Linked DNA regions of Bombyx mori: regions 2 and 3 are each linked to region 1. The links are chromatin contacts, called in public Hi-C maps. All regions are on one chromosome and are shown on one strand. Each heading gives the region's core, a stretch centred on a gene start, on an enhancer-like site or on the middle of the called end of the contact. The rest is flanking DNA. Distances are from core to core; before and after follow the strand shown. Region 1 has its middle 92 kb from the start of LOC101739051. Region 2 overlaps LOC101739051. Region 3 overlaps LOC101738909.

Evidence for each region. A called contact is a pair of places that touch in the nucleus more often than the background predicts.
Region 2: a contact with region 1 is called in a Hi-C map of posterior silk gland, with 2.2 times the contacts expected there. The contact joins two enhancer-like sites. A contact is called at or near these places in 4 of 7 Hi-C or Micro-C datasets (middle silk gland, posterior silk gland and whole pupa).
Region 3: a Hi-C map of whole pupa shows a contact between it and region 1, with 2.4 times the contacts expected there. The contact joins two enhancer-like sites. A contact is called at or near these places in 4 of 7 Hi-C or Micro-C datasets (middle silk gland, posterior silk gland and whole pupa).

The regions. Positions count from the first base shown.
Region 1 is chr23:11,629,903-11,634,164 of ASM3026992v2, reverse strand. No RefSeq gene overlaps it. Among protein-coding and RNA genes, the nearest start is that of LOC101739051, 92 kb to the left of the region's middle. Within about 2 kb of position 2,749, at least 2 of the 8 cell types and tissues checked have open chromatin away from gene starts, as enhancers often do.
Region 2 is chr23:11,709,559-11,714,140 of ASM3026992v2, reverse strand. All of the region lies in intron 1 of LOC101739051, which reads left to right. Among protein-coding and RNA genes, the nearest start is that of LOC101739051, 12 kb to the left of the region's middle. Within about 2 kb of position 2,205, at least 7 of the 8 cell types and tissues checked have open chromatin away from gene starts, as enhancers often do.
Region 3 is chr23:11,513,394-11,517,806 of ASM3026992v2, reverse strand. LOC101738909 reads left to right here. Exons shown (of 3, transcript XM_012695866.4): 3 at 2,934-4,152. The coding sequence ends at 3,392. Among protein-coding and RNA genes, the nearest start is that of LOC101738769, 8.1 kb to the right of the region's middle. Within about 2 kb of position 1,791, at least 2 of the 8 cell types and tissues checked have open chromatin away from gene starts, as enhancers often do.

The sequences.
Region 1 (4,262 bases), core at 1,500-3,999:
GAAGGTATTACTGGTGGTCCAAAGGCCTTTCCAGTTTCGCCAGGATAGGTGGATGAGCGTAGGCTCAGCCAGGAGAGGAGAGTGGGGCTTGATAACAGTTGCTCAAGCTTCTCCGAAGTAGACCAAAAAGCTTAAGGGAGGCTGTTTGCAAATGCAACTACTACTGGATCGGAATCGCAAGCTACCGAGAAGGTCTGGCGAGAAACTCAGCGAGCTGATCTATGGATAAAGTTACAGGTTACAGGTGAAGGTTAAGAGTATAATTACAAGTACCTATGCCTGCTCCTAGTGCTATAGGTACAGGGGCCTAATAATAGAGTTAAGGGTCGGACCATATATCGGATGGTTCCGTAAAGATGTGTGTAAGGCATCGAAAGTACCTAGGTAGGCTAGCTTGACCGGGGTCGGGAAGTCATCAGCGGTAGCAACAATGAGGCGATTATGATAAGGCATGATCTTGTCGAAGTACCGTTCCGATGCCGACTTCAGGTCTTTCTTGATGGTTTAAGATATTCGAGTACATGCTCTTTACTTTTAAGTATCAATATAATTGCCGAAAAAACTTATCTACACATTTTCTAATGGTTCTAACAGATTGTATGTTATTATAATGTAGACACATGCCGAACAGAATGTTTGTATTAAGTTTAAGTTATTAGATTAATGACTGTTACCGAGGTTTGTCCTCGAGCACGTAAAGTTGCTCTTTTAATGGCTCATCCGTTATTCGACCTAGGAGGGCTATCATAAAATATTTGAATAATTTAATGTACCTAACTGTTTTATAATAACAAATCTCGATGCTAATAATTAGGTCCAAGATTTAAATGCAAAATATAATTTTTTATTGAAGATTTCGTTAGTTTATTATTATTATTTTCTCACATATTCTTTTTTCGATTCAATTGATTCAAATAAATAAATAAAACAAAATTAAATTAAATTAATTTAAAAATAAAAAAATTAAATTAATTAAATTAAATGAAACAAAAAAACAAAACAAAAACAAATTCTCGTTTCACCACAATATCACTACTCTATTTACTTCGTAAAGTTATTTTTTGAAAAATTTAACTTTTTTTTATTTATTTATTTTTTTTTATTTATTTATTGCCCTTGTAGGCAGACGAGCATACGGCCCACCTGATGGTGAGTGGTTACCGTCGCCCATGGACTTCAGCAATGCCAGGGGCAGAGCCAAGCCGCTGCCTACCGCTTAATACTCTCCACAAGCCTCGTTTGAAGAAGGACATGTCATAGCGCTCGGGAAACACCGTGGAGGGGAGCTCATTCCATAGCCGGATGGTACGTGGCAAAAAAGACCTCTGGAAACGCACTGTGGATGACCGCAGTGGCTCCAGGTAGTATGGATGAACTCTACTCCGGTGGCGGGCGGTGCGATGGTAAAAACGAGATGCCGGTATCATCTCGAACAATTCCTCAGAGCACTCCCCATGGAACATACGGTACAAAATACAGAGGGAACCGAAGTCCCTCCGCAGACCCAGAGGTTCCAAACGATCCGTGAGACCGGGATTATCGACAATCCGAACGGCCCTCCTCTGTATGGAGTCAAATGGAAGAAGCTGGTATTTGGGAGCCCCGGCCCAGAGATGGGAGCAGTACTCCACGCGAGGCCGGACTTGTGCTTTATAAAGCAAAAGCCTTTGTCCAGGCGTGAAGTACCGCTTCGCTCTGTTGAGGACTCCCAGCATTTTGGACGCCAACTTGGCTTTGCCTTCCAAATGACTCCGAAACTGGACAAATTTAATTTTTAAATTAATTTTTTAATTAATTTTAATTAATAAATTAATTTTTTAATTAATTTTAATTAATAAATTAATTTCGTTAAATTGCTGTCTGAAGGTTGAAAAAAAGCGCTGGATAGCCATCACTTTAGTAACATCGATAATTTATAATTGCTGTCAAGTAGCGACTTCAAATCACATCCAGTGATCTAGATTGACGTCAAGAGTCTTGTTAGAATTGGAACTGAAACTCATTATAATCGAATGCTAATATAGTTAGTTACAAATATAAAGATTGCATCTTTTTGTGATTGCCTATAATATTCATTGGATACGTTTGTCAGTCTATAGTGTATTTATTACTACGATTATATTATATTGTGTAATTTCAATTCGTAAATGTTTTGACTGCCATCTGTTGTCGAGTAGCTAATACTAGTGATCTAAATCGAAAAACGATGATAGTTTTTCATTGTAATCATGATCATTAAAACATATTTTATGTTTGTTCCCCATTCAATGTCACTGAATATTTTTGTAAATTATCGAGTATTTGGGGCTAGCTTTGGTGTATAAACCACAGATGGCGTTACAAGTATACGGCTATTAGTTTTTGTTATAACAAAATACTTTACTGCAATTAAAAACGACAATTGCACGAATTTCTTACAAAACAAGCTCATACATACATTTGATAACTTTTAATCGATACGAATACCGACCGGAAATTTACATTTGAAATAACAATACAGTTACTAATAATACTCAGAGTGCTTAAAGTATTTGCCGATAGTGCATAGATTGAAAATAGAAGCATAACTAATTTTGATCAATGGTCCGAAGGCTCAGTGGGTCGGGATTCCGATCCGGTGGTAGATTCTATGAAGCACTGCTCTTGTTAAGGCTAGGGATCTTGTTAGCAAATTCTCTCAGGTTGAGCCCGTGGCTAGGTGGTGCGATGACCTCCGCACGGCGGCCGGCAAGAAGTGGATGAGGAGAGCCACAAACCGGGCTCAGTGGTGTGGATTGGGAGAGGCCTGTGTCCAGCAGTGGACGACTGTGGGCTGTTGATGATGATGACAATGATGATGAGCCCGTGAGCTCACCTTCTGTCCGGGCGTAGCTGAAATAGCCTCTTAGGCTACCAGCGAATAGGTAGGGGAAAAGTCTGAAGCTGGTTATGAAAGAAGGTATTAATGTGAGGATGAGATGTCCTAAAAATATTCGGATGGACTGTATGAAAGAGGATATTCGAGAGAAGAATGTGAGTGCAGAAGTGCCGTGCGATAGACCCGAATGGGAAAATAAAGACATGCCACGTGGACCCCACATAGTGGGGCAAAGGCATGAAAAAAAGAACGAATTTTGAACAATAATTTCTACACGTAAGCCGATAATAAAATAAAAGTCACATAATAGACGTAATCAACAAACTAAACATGCTAATATTACTCACAATCCCATACTCCTCAATGCCTTATTCATAATCACCAGTCTAATTTTACGCTGTCCAAACATAAAACGAATTTAAATGAAAGGATCAAGTCCACTGATCGTTATCCGACGACTGAACCGAAGAAGCGCGGCGAATATCCTGTCATTTTCACCATTGTAATATAAAAAAAATATTAAAAAAACAAATCGAAATCGTTTATCTTAAATCGGCACCCTGTTAGTCGTTCCTTGTGAAGGTTAACACCGATTCATTAAAAAAAATAAGCCTGTAGACCCCCAAAAGACTGAAAAAAGACAAGGAGTTTGGGAAAAAACGACTACATTCGGTTACCGAGCGGCGCCTAGCGGGTGCTACGGCGGCGTCTGTGAATTTCATCCGTTTTATAATAGCCGATTAGGTCGTATAAGTGTTGAAATTTAAATAAACTTGACTCTATAAGCATTCAAAACCATACTGCATGTTTGTTTTTAAGCGGTATTGTAAATATGCCAACTGTATAAAGTAAAACTATATCGTTGTAAAAACAAAATATAAAAGTTATAGCTTAGAGGTTAATCACAGAGCCAAAAACTAATGAAGTGAAGAAACCAAAAACCCTCTAATGTACGTTGCAATGGATATACTAGTATATAATCCAAAGTCAGATAATGTAAGGCAGGTGGCTGTAAAAGGCCGGGATGGTAAAACTTTTGCTAAATCCGTATACAGACACATGACAAGAGGATATGCTGCACCGACCACAAATGATGTGATATAAGGTCAAGGAGTTTAGTATAATCAATCTGACAAAAATCAAGAAAACTATTGATTGTCTAATTCCAATTCCAAGAGATTCCAAACAAAATAAAAATCAGCGTAATAAAAACTAATACTGTCAATCATTACTCAAAAATTCGACACGGGGTGTATGTGACACGACTTTCCATTCTCCATTCCAAATCGTATCGTAAAATAGAAATGTTCCATTTAGATGTTTGGACAGATATTCGCCGGTGTGTAGTTTTGTTGCGAGGCCAGCACCGACTCACTAATTTATACTCGTTTGTTTAAACACGACG
Region 2 (4,582 bases), core at 956-3,455, 81 kb before region 1:
CAATGCGTCATTCCACGTCTCAGGACCATAGAGAAGGATTGAGAGCACCAGAGCTCCCTAAATAAACAAGATTACTTTGTTAGAAATATCATACGATGAAGAACGTATCATAGGGTTGATTAGTACTAAACTTTTAAACCCATTACGTCAGGTCAGAGTCCCGTGAGCTCACCTACTCGCTCGGTTAAGACTCCTTGAGGTTACCAATATAGGTATAAAAAAAAGGAAAAAAATAAATACCCTACTACAAAAAGTCCAAAGCAAAATTATTTAGGCATCACGATACGGATCTAGTTTATTTTCTGCTAATTTATGATTACATTAAATTGTTTTGGCGTTTTTAAAAGAGGATATAGGTGCGTTTACACTCTACTTCGCGTATCGACGATTACGGCTGTGAAACGTAATAGTTATTGAATTAAATTAATATTCGTTTATAAAAATACATTCGCAATTTGGTCAGCGACTTGAATATTTAATTAATATTACTTTTACGGTTTGTTCCAACGTTTACGATTTTCGTTTTATTATTTCGGATGTTTCGAATACTTTACAGATTTTCGTGGTCACGGACAACTTTTTTTATTGCTTTGATGGGTGAACGAGCTCACGGCCCACCTGGTGTTAAGTGGTTACCGGAGCGCATAGACATCTACAAACGCCCCCCCACCTTGAGATATGAGTTCTAGGGTTCTAAGGCTGCCACGCACTTCAAACCGAAACGCATTACCGCTTCGCGGCAGAAATATACAGGGTGGTGGTACCTACCCGTGGAAACTCACAAGACGTTTTACCAGTAGACTAAGGTGTTATACGTTGACATTTGAATTTTTTTCCGCGACTTGCAAAAACCTAAGAAAAGGTATGATAATAATAATAAAATAATAATTGTAACAAACTACGCTTGAACCAGACGGAAAGTTATAGTTTACTTAATTCTGTTGTGATTTATTAGCTTAACCTATAGACAGAGCCCAGAGTTTCTCGCTGGATCTTCTCAGTGGGTCGCGTTTCCGATTCGGTAGTAGGTTCTGCGAAGCACTGCTCCTGCTGCCAGTGTTAGCAACACTTCGGATTTGAGCCCCGTGAGGTCACCTACAGGTTAAAGTGAAACTGAAATAGCCTCTAAAGGCTATTAGCATTAGGCAGGAAGAAAGTCTTGCTGTTAATAAATATTTTTCAAATTTAAAAACAGAAAACTAACGGGACTAAACACATTGAGCTGAAATAATTACGTATAGATGGCGCTAGACAGCACGGTTGCTAAGAATTTTACAATCTTTCAAATAGTTAAGCTACTCGACTATAGATGGCGCTGTAATGGAAGCATTTAATTTGAGATCTTAATTTTTAAGTTTATTACGATTTATTTTTAGTTTTTTATTAAATGCTATATTTCATGGTGTGCATAATGTATCTGACATTTATTAAGCGAGTAAATGAGACACTAAAATATTAAAGAATAATTTGCTTCATAAGGAGATGTAGATAGAAATTGTCACCATGTCATAGTTTGATTCGGCACGTAAATGAATGACCAACTTGACAATGATCATTTTGCAACATTAAGCATGAGGTTGGCACACCAGTTTATGAACTTCTAGTCGCAGCGTACATTGAGAACAAAAAAATAAAACGACGGAAAATGAGGAATCAGTGGTAAAGTGAGTTAAATTTTATAAATGTTACTGTGTAATACGACGTATTTGAAATACGTATCGTGTGATGAGTTTCAATATATATTCTTACTAATTCAAATTTTAAGAAATATATTAAAAATATCTAATTTTTCAAGCAGCCTTTTACCTATTTTATCTTGATTTATGAACAAATAAAACGCTACTTAATATTGATACTTATTAACAAAAATGGGAAAGACCATGAAATAATTAAATCATCGTTTTAGCTACCTTAAATTTCTCTGAGAACTAACAAATTTTTTCGCGTTTGTTTACGTCCATGAAATTCCGTACTGAATAATTCTGTCTCAATCAGTGAGTTTTTTTTGTATACACAATAGATACGGTAATCACTTAACGTCAGATGTGCGATTAGTTCGTTCGTGCATCTACGCCACGGAAACAAACAACAAAAAAAACACAGAATTGAATGCGATTTAATTCGGTAAAATCCCGCACGGCGCGAGTGTGTCGCCGTGACGTCAAACTAGACGTAGCCATCCGTGACATAAGTCAGTGACGTAGCTTTACGTAATAGCGACACGCTGCTCGCGAAATCAAGGTCACCGCATGCGGTAAACGAAACGTTATTATAATGTTTCGATTATGCGGTCCGATGTTACATAATTACGTTTTTATTTATGTTATGTGTTAATGATTATGTTATTCGTGACAGCTTTTTTTTTTTTTTTTAAAGAAAAATAAAACATTTTCGTTGCTTGTTTTTTTTTTTTGTGTGTGAACAGAACGTTTGAAAATTTCAATGTCGGTGGTTTATGGCCCGTGTTCACATTGTCGTTTTAGTCAATATAGAACGTTAATGTGTCTTTATTGTTTATAAAGACAATCTCTGTATACTTATTCAAGTCCGAAAACGAAACAAAAAAACAATAATTAACGTTGACCTTGAACAAAAATAGACACAGCTAATTACAATTTCCTCGTCATTATAATGGGTCATTGACTTACCAACATGAGGATAAAAGTTAATACACATATGAAGTACCATCCTTATAGTAGTGAGATAATTAATGTTCCATACTACTTATGCAGTGGTTGCGTGTTGTATTTCTTCTATTTTCTGAACAAAGTAAGTACGGTTCCAATAAGATATAAGTTCAAAAATGCCCAATTTCTTTTAATTCAACTTCATGGCGAAATAGATTCACGATGCGAAGTTTGGGCCAACGATACTGAAAACTTATAGATATATCTTGCCTAACTTCAGAGACACGAGCGCGGAAAATTTAATTAAAAAATTTAACACAAATGGAAAAAAAATGTCGTTCTTTTCCATTCACGGAGCGGTGAAAATGAATGACTCACAAATCCATTCACTATAAAGAATTAAATTTGCATTTAGAACGTAATGGAATAATACAATAGCAGGTTTCTCAGTCAGTGTTTTGCCGTCAGAAAATTACTCGATGATTCCTTCTTGGGAGTCAGGATAGAAAATTTCCTAAAGGTTTACATGTCTGAGCTGTGACGTAGTTTCCTATTCTTAGAATTTTTTTTGTATTTCTGTTGATGTGGTGTAGGTTTCACTGTCCACCCTCGATCGAATGGTTTCCGAAACGCACGAAACTCGAAAAATACAACGTAGGTGGATATTACAGATTATGTTATAATTATGCACATATATACATATTTTTTTATTTTTCTATATTAGGTTTTTTTATGTACCAATTTTATACCGCAGGCAGGTACCAATTATTCTAATGAACTACATACTCAAGTTATCTTCACTATTGACTTCCACGGTATAGGAATAACACCGTATAATAAAAATCAAACCCGTAAAATTATAATTTGTATAATTACTGGTGGTAGAACCTCTTGTGAGTCCGCACCGGTAGGTATCACCGCCGTGTCTTTTTCTGTCGTGAAGCAGTAATGCGTTTCGTTTTGAAGGGTGGGCCAATCGTTGTACTATAAAACTAAACTAACTAACTACTATAAAATGTCCCACAGTGGGAGGCGGGATTGAAGTTTTTGATGCCTATGGGTTTCGGTAACCACTTAACACCGGTTGAACCGTGAGCTCGTTCACGGATCTAAGCATTAAAAATAACATAATAATTCTAATGCTATTGCTTACCAAAAAAATATAAATTGAAGTCTCAATACCATACACAGCATTGATACCGCGGTTGTACTACCTACCATTCTGTCTGGAACATGTGGATCAGCATTGATACCGCGGTTGTACTACCTACCATTCTGTCTGGAACATGTGGATCAGCATTGATACAGCGGTTGTACTACCTACCATTCTGTCTGGAACATGTGGATCAGCATTGATACAGCGGTTGTATTACTTTCTGTCTGGAACATATGACTGATTACCGACAAGAATAGACGTGATGGGGTACGCTTAGGGAATACGCTCCGGTTGTAAGAATTCTAAACGAAGAAAAATAATTAAACCTTATATATTATTAATTTACACCGGTAAAGTGGATGGAAAAAGTTATCTGGGGCGCGTGCCAATACTTTGGTCTGACCAAATCCGCACCGCTGTTGAGTCCAAGATACAGAAACAGATGGCGAAAAATCGTTCGAGCGAAAGTAATAGAGAAGAGTCACGTCCCCACAACTTTTAGGAATTCCATGCAAGGAGGAGCATTGTTAAGCATAGGAATGCATCTGCCAAATATTTCCAATACCACCCTTGACTGATCTCTGAGCAACTAGGCATGTAACTAAAGATGATAAAAAGTCAAAATCAAAATAAATAAAAAAATTGCCCTTTTAAGCAGACGAGCACACGATCCACCTGATGGTCACCGTCGCTCATGGAAATCACCAATGTCATGGGTATAGCTAAGCCGCTGCCAAAACGCAAATATCAAATTTTTATTTTTATTTAATTTTTTTCGTTTTTTTTGTTCTTCCACATC
Region 3 (4,413 bases), core at 542-3,041, 120 kb after region 1:
TAACGAGCTCATACATGGCTGGTGCTGTTTAAATCAGAGGATTATGGTTAGTCTTTATGGGAACAGAGCAGCTCCAATGAGCCGGTAAAACGCTTCGAGGAAATTTGCATAGATTGACACCACGCGATTTCGCCTCACACGCGATATTGAAACGTACCATTTAATGTTATAGATTAATACTCGCAAGCCTCATAACGATTATGTTAATAATCGTATTCGTTCTCCGCGCGCTGAGCTAGTTCACCGAGTAAAATATTGAAAACACACAGCCGATATTTAAAGTTCGGCGTGTAAGCTCTTTTTATTGTTTACCGAACACACATCTGGTCATCGTGACTTTCTATTATGTATTCATATTGGTCGCCCACTAATTAGTACACAAAAGTTAATGCGCCACGAGACAATGAGAGTGTGAGTATTCGAAACGTCAATATCCCTACACACTAGGGTGACACTTCGTGAGCGCGGGCCACAGAAAACACGATCTCTAAACATGAGCAACGCGGACAGCGCAGCCTTCGAAGCTCTGAATATTGAATACATCTAGCGTATGGCTCATCAGTTCGTCAATGTACGGCCACTTAACGAATTCAAATATTTAAACATTGGGCAAAGGAAAGCGTTAGAATTCAAGTGATCTCGGCTTCGGTCCGGCTTTAGTTGACACACGAACGATTTAAAAATTAAATACTGTTCAAATGAGATGTTAAAATAAAGGGCTTGACGAAAGCTTATTGTGGATAAACTTCTTAAAGTTTTTTTATTACGAGAATAATTATATATACAGTTACACATTTAAGTTTAAATTGGTTAATTTCACAGATACTATTAGCCAATAGGTGTTAGTCAATGGATTGGATTTAATAAATGTATTATGCAGTGCACATTTCAGTGAGTTTCGAATAAAGGGCATAAATTCCACAAGTCCGACGGCGGCACGCTTTCACGGCGACACGCGTATGTCGCTTCGACCGTTTGTTTGTTCAGTATTTACGATTTGACAAAACAACACGAAATGTTTAAAAACACAGTATTTGCTGAAGTGAGACGAATGTGGATTTATGATTCCGCGGCTGTGCGTTTGTCTGCGACACGTCCGTCGGTTAGACTCGCCTCTTTAGCTCGAAACTACGACTTATTGTCCGGTCTTCGGACTTGAATACACGACCACATTCGCCAGCTAGCCAGCGCTTTATCAACGCGACTATACCACGACAATGAACGGGAAACTATACGTGCCAAGCTGTTTTAAGTACCGTGAAAACTTAGCGATTATTTTGTTTATCGTAAACACGCCTATGAAAGTTGAATTATTTTTTTTCCTTGTAAATACTATTTTAGTTTAACTAAACCTAGGATATAGAAATTTTATTAAACTCCCGATATCGGAGTGTAGTTTGTAATCAAAATTTTCCCGTAAACACAATTAAACGGTATCAAGTTCAATAACAAACAGCTGGCGGGGTGAATCACTTACATTCATTAATGGGAAGGAAGTGACCGATGACACAGTTCGACGGAGATCGATTCCAGTTCGAGGATAATTCCGGGAACGGTTCGCGGACGAGACGTATTCATTCATTAACCACTTTAATAATCGCTCATTAACTGCCCGTTATATTGGTTACTCACAGTCATTGTTAGACACGTCATAAAGTGAGCAGAAATCCACGTATTAATTGGAGCGAATTAAATTTAATTTGCATTTATTTGTTTTATGAAGCTCGCATAGTCATAGGAAACGTCGACGCTTAGTACAGAAATAATTATTTATCAGACAATAATACGAGTTATCGCTCGAGTTGCGAGGTGAACAAGTCGTCTTGATTCTGCCTACCTTTATACCTACGAGATAAAACTTTGTGTATTTTAAACAAATTTATTGAACTATATAAATAGTTTTCATAGGAAATCGTCCTATTTTTACACATTAAGTGTACGAAACATCAGTACTATTAAATTAAAAAAAAAAAACATTGGCCCCAAAACATGAAATGATCAATCTATGTCAAATAAAATAAAAATAAAAATTAATATTACACGAAGACAGCTGCGGAATTCAAAAACGAAAAAGCGAATGTTCATTGTCTGATGATTTATTGAATGCAAAAATCTTTCACAATTTAAACAACGGACAAAAAGATAAACAAATTTTCCTTTTAGTTTTAGATAGCTTCATTTTGTTTAGTTTTTTTTCTTTTTAAAAGATATTTATTGCGATTGAAGATTCTTTTACAGGTAAATCCTGCGTTTATTTTTTGTGTTTCACAACTTCAAATGTTTCGATTAATTTTCATTTTCGTGGTGGCAAATCATCATGTTTACGCCTTAGTCTCAATCTCCGCGACGAATGCTTTTATTCAATAGCTTTGATGAACGGAATGTAAATTTCGAAGTGCTAGTGTGAACAATATAATTGCGTCGATCACAAACGCGTAACCTCGACACGAATCCGGTCCCAATAAACTGCACATACTATATTTATAATAAAATGACGCATAGCTTTAATCTCCTACATTAACTTAACAATCACAAAAGTGTTCTCGAAATAATTGTTCGGCGAATCACACAAAAAAAAAGGCTTTCTGCCATTAAAACTATTCATCGAATCTTCAAATTGGAAACGAAACTTCTTAACTTTAAAATCTTCTTCTGCAATCTTAAATGTTCCTACGAACCAAACATTTGTAGCATGCGTTGTATTTTTCGAACAATCTATTTCATTAATAATTATTTTTTATCAATGCATGCAGTACCTGTAATTGTGTTAGCATTTAGTGTGAAATCAATGTATGTGATACCTGTAATGCTCTGTGCTAATGTATAACATGTTGGTACCCAATAAATAAAATAAAAATAAATAAAATAATGGTAGACTCGCAATTTTTCATTTATTATACGTAGATATCTAACGGACGTTTTCATTGTTTCAGTTTACATATCTGATGCCGAAGCTGTACAAGTCTCTAGTGGAGTTCCAAAGCATCTTCAAACACCTGAGCCAGGTCGAGGTTAATTTCGTGGACGACCCGTTCTACGTCTACAACAAAACACGTCAGGATCTCTTAACGAAGACCCTCAACAGGCTCGAGAGCACAATATTGGAGATCAGAGAGAACATGATGAGGACCCGCGTGCCGGTACCGAATGTGGGCCCAAACAAGAACATCGACATGCTGAGCTTAAAAGTCGACGCGCCGCAGTGTCTCAAACAGGATTACATAGCGTTTAGGGCATACGGTAACTTGCTTAACAACTGGTATCTAGAATTCAGATGTCCGTTTGGCAAAAAGGTGATAAACGACAAAATGCAATGCACCGCCTACGAGGCCAAACTAAAGGAGAAGAAAGAATCGAGGATGTCGAAAGCGAAGAAAACGCCCGCCAGTTGATCGGATCATAGGATATTATTTATTGAATGATATTTGTCCCTTTTGTACTTATTTATTATTGTTACTGTTATACGTATGCTCTCTACGCGCGAGTGATTGTTTCAAGTGCTTGACGAAACAACGTTTTGTTGATTAAGTATTGGGTACTTTCTCTGTGATATTTAGTATTCTGTAGATAGTGATTGATTAATTTATTGTTTTTTTTTTTTATAGTTTTAAGCCTTCCTGTTCAGTTCCTTTGTACTTAACTATTCTTTTGACTATATTGTCTACATAGTAGCTTTTTGTTAATCTTAATTTATTCGTGACTTTGACTTTCGTTATTAATTTATGGATATATTATTTTTATTATTTTTTTGAATTCTTTCTACTCTTGACAGTGTTTGAAACTGATTTATTTTCTATGCGGATCGATTAACTTTCGTATTAATCGCTTTCAACTTTTTAGTTTTTAATCTCATAGTATTATTAGTTGGCACTGTTGGTGCCACAATTTTAGCCAAGAAAGACTTTTAGTACTTACGTGTTAATCTTATTTATGTATGTAATTGTTAATTTATAAGCGTGTTTATAATGTGCCGATAGATTTAAATGAATGAACTGATACCGTAATGTGAATATTAAATATATACGTATATATGTATATGTTTAATTTTTTTTAATTAAAAAGTATTCATAATTTTTGTAATGAAAATTTTTGATACAACCGAACTGTATTTAATCAAAATGAAAGAATAAAATTGATTCAATAATGATGGTATTTTGCGTATTTTTCTTTCCCTATTATAAAACTCCCAGATTTAATCTTCTAAGTGGGTACAATAAAATTAGCCTGAATGTGAATGTATCATTTTCAAAAAGTTACATAAAATATTGTTTGTTGCGAACATCTTTGAAATTCACATTATTCACGTTGATGATTGGTAGAGCGATCCTGTATGCTGACGAACACTATATAATTGGTTAAAATTCATTTTTTCTGTACAAACTCAACTTCTCAGAAATGAACATTCAATAAAAA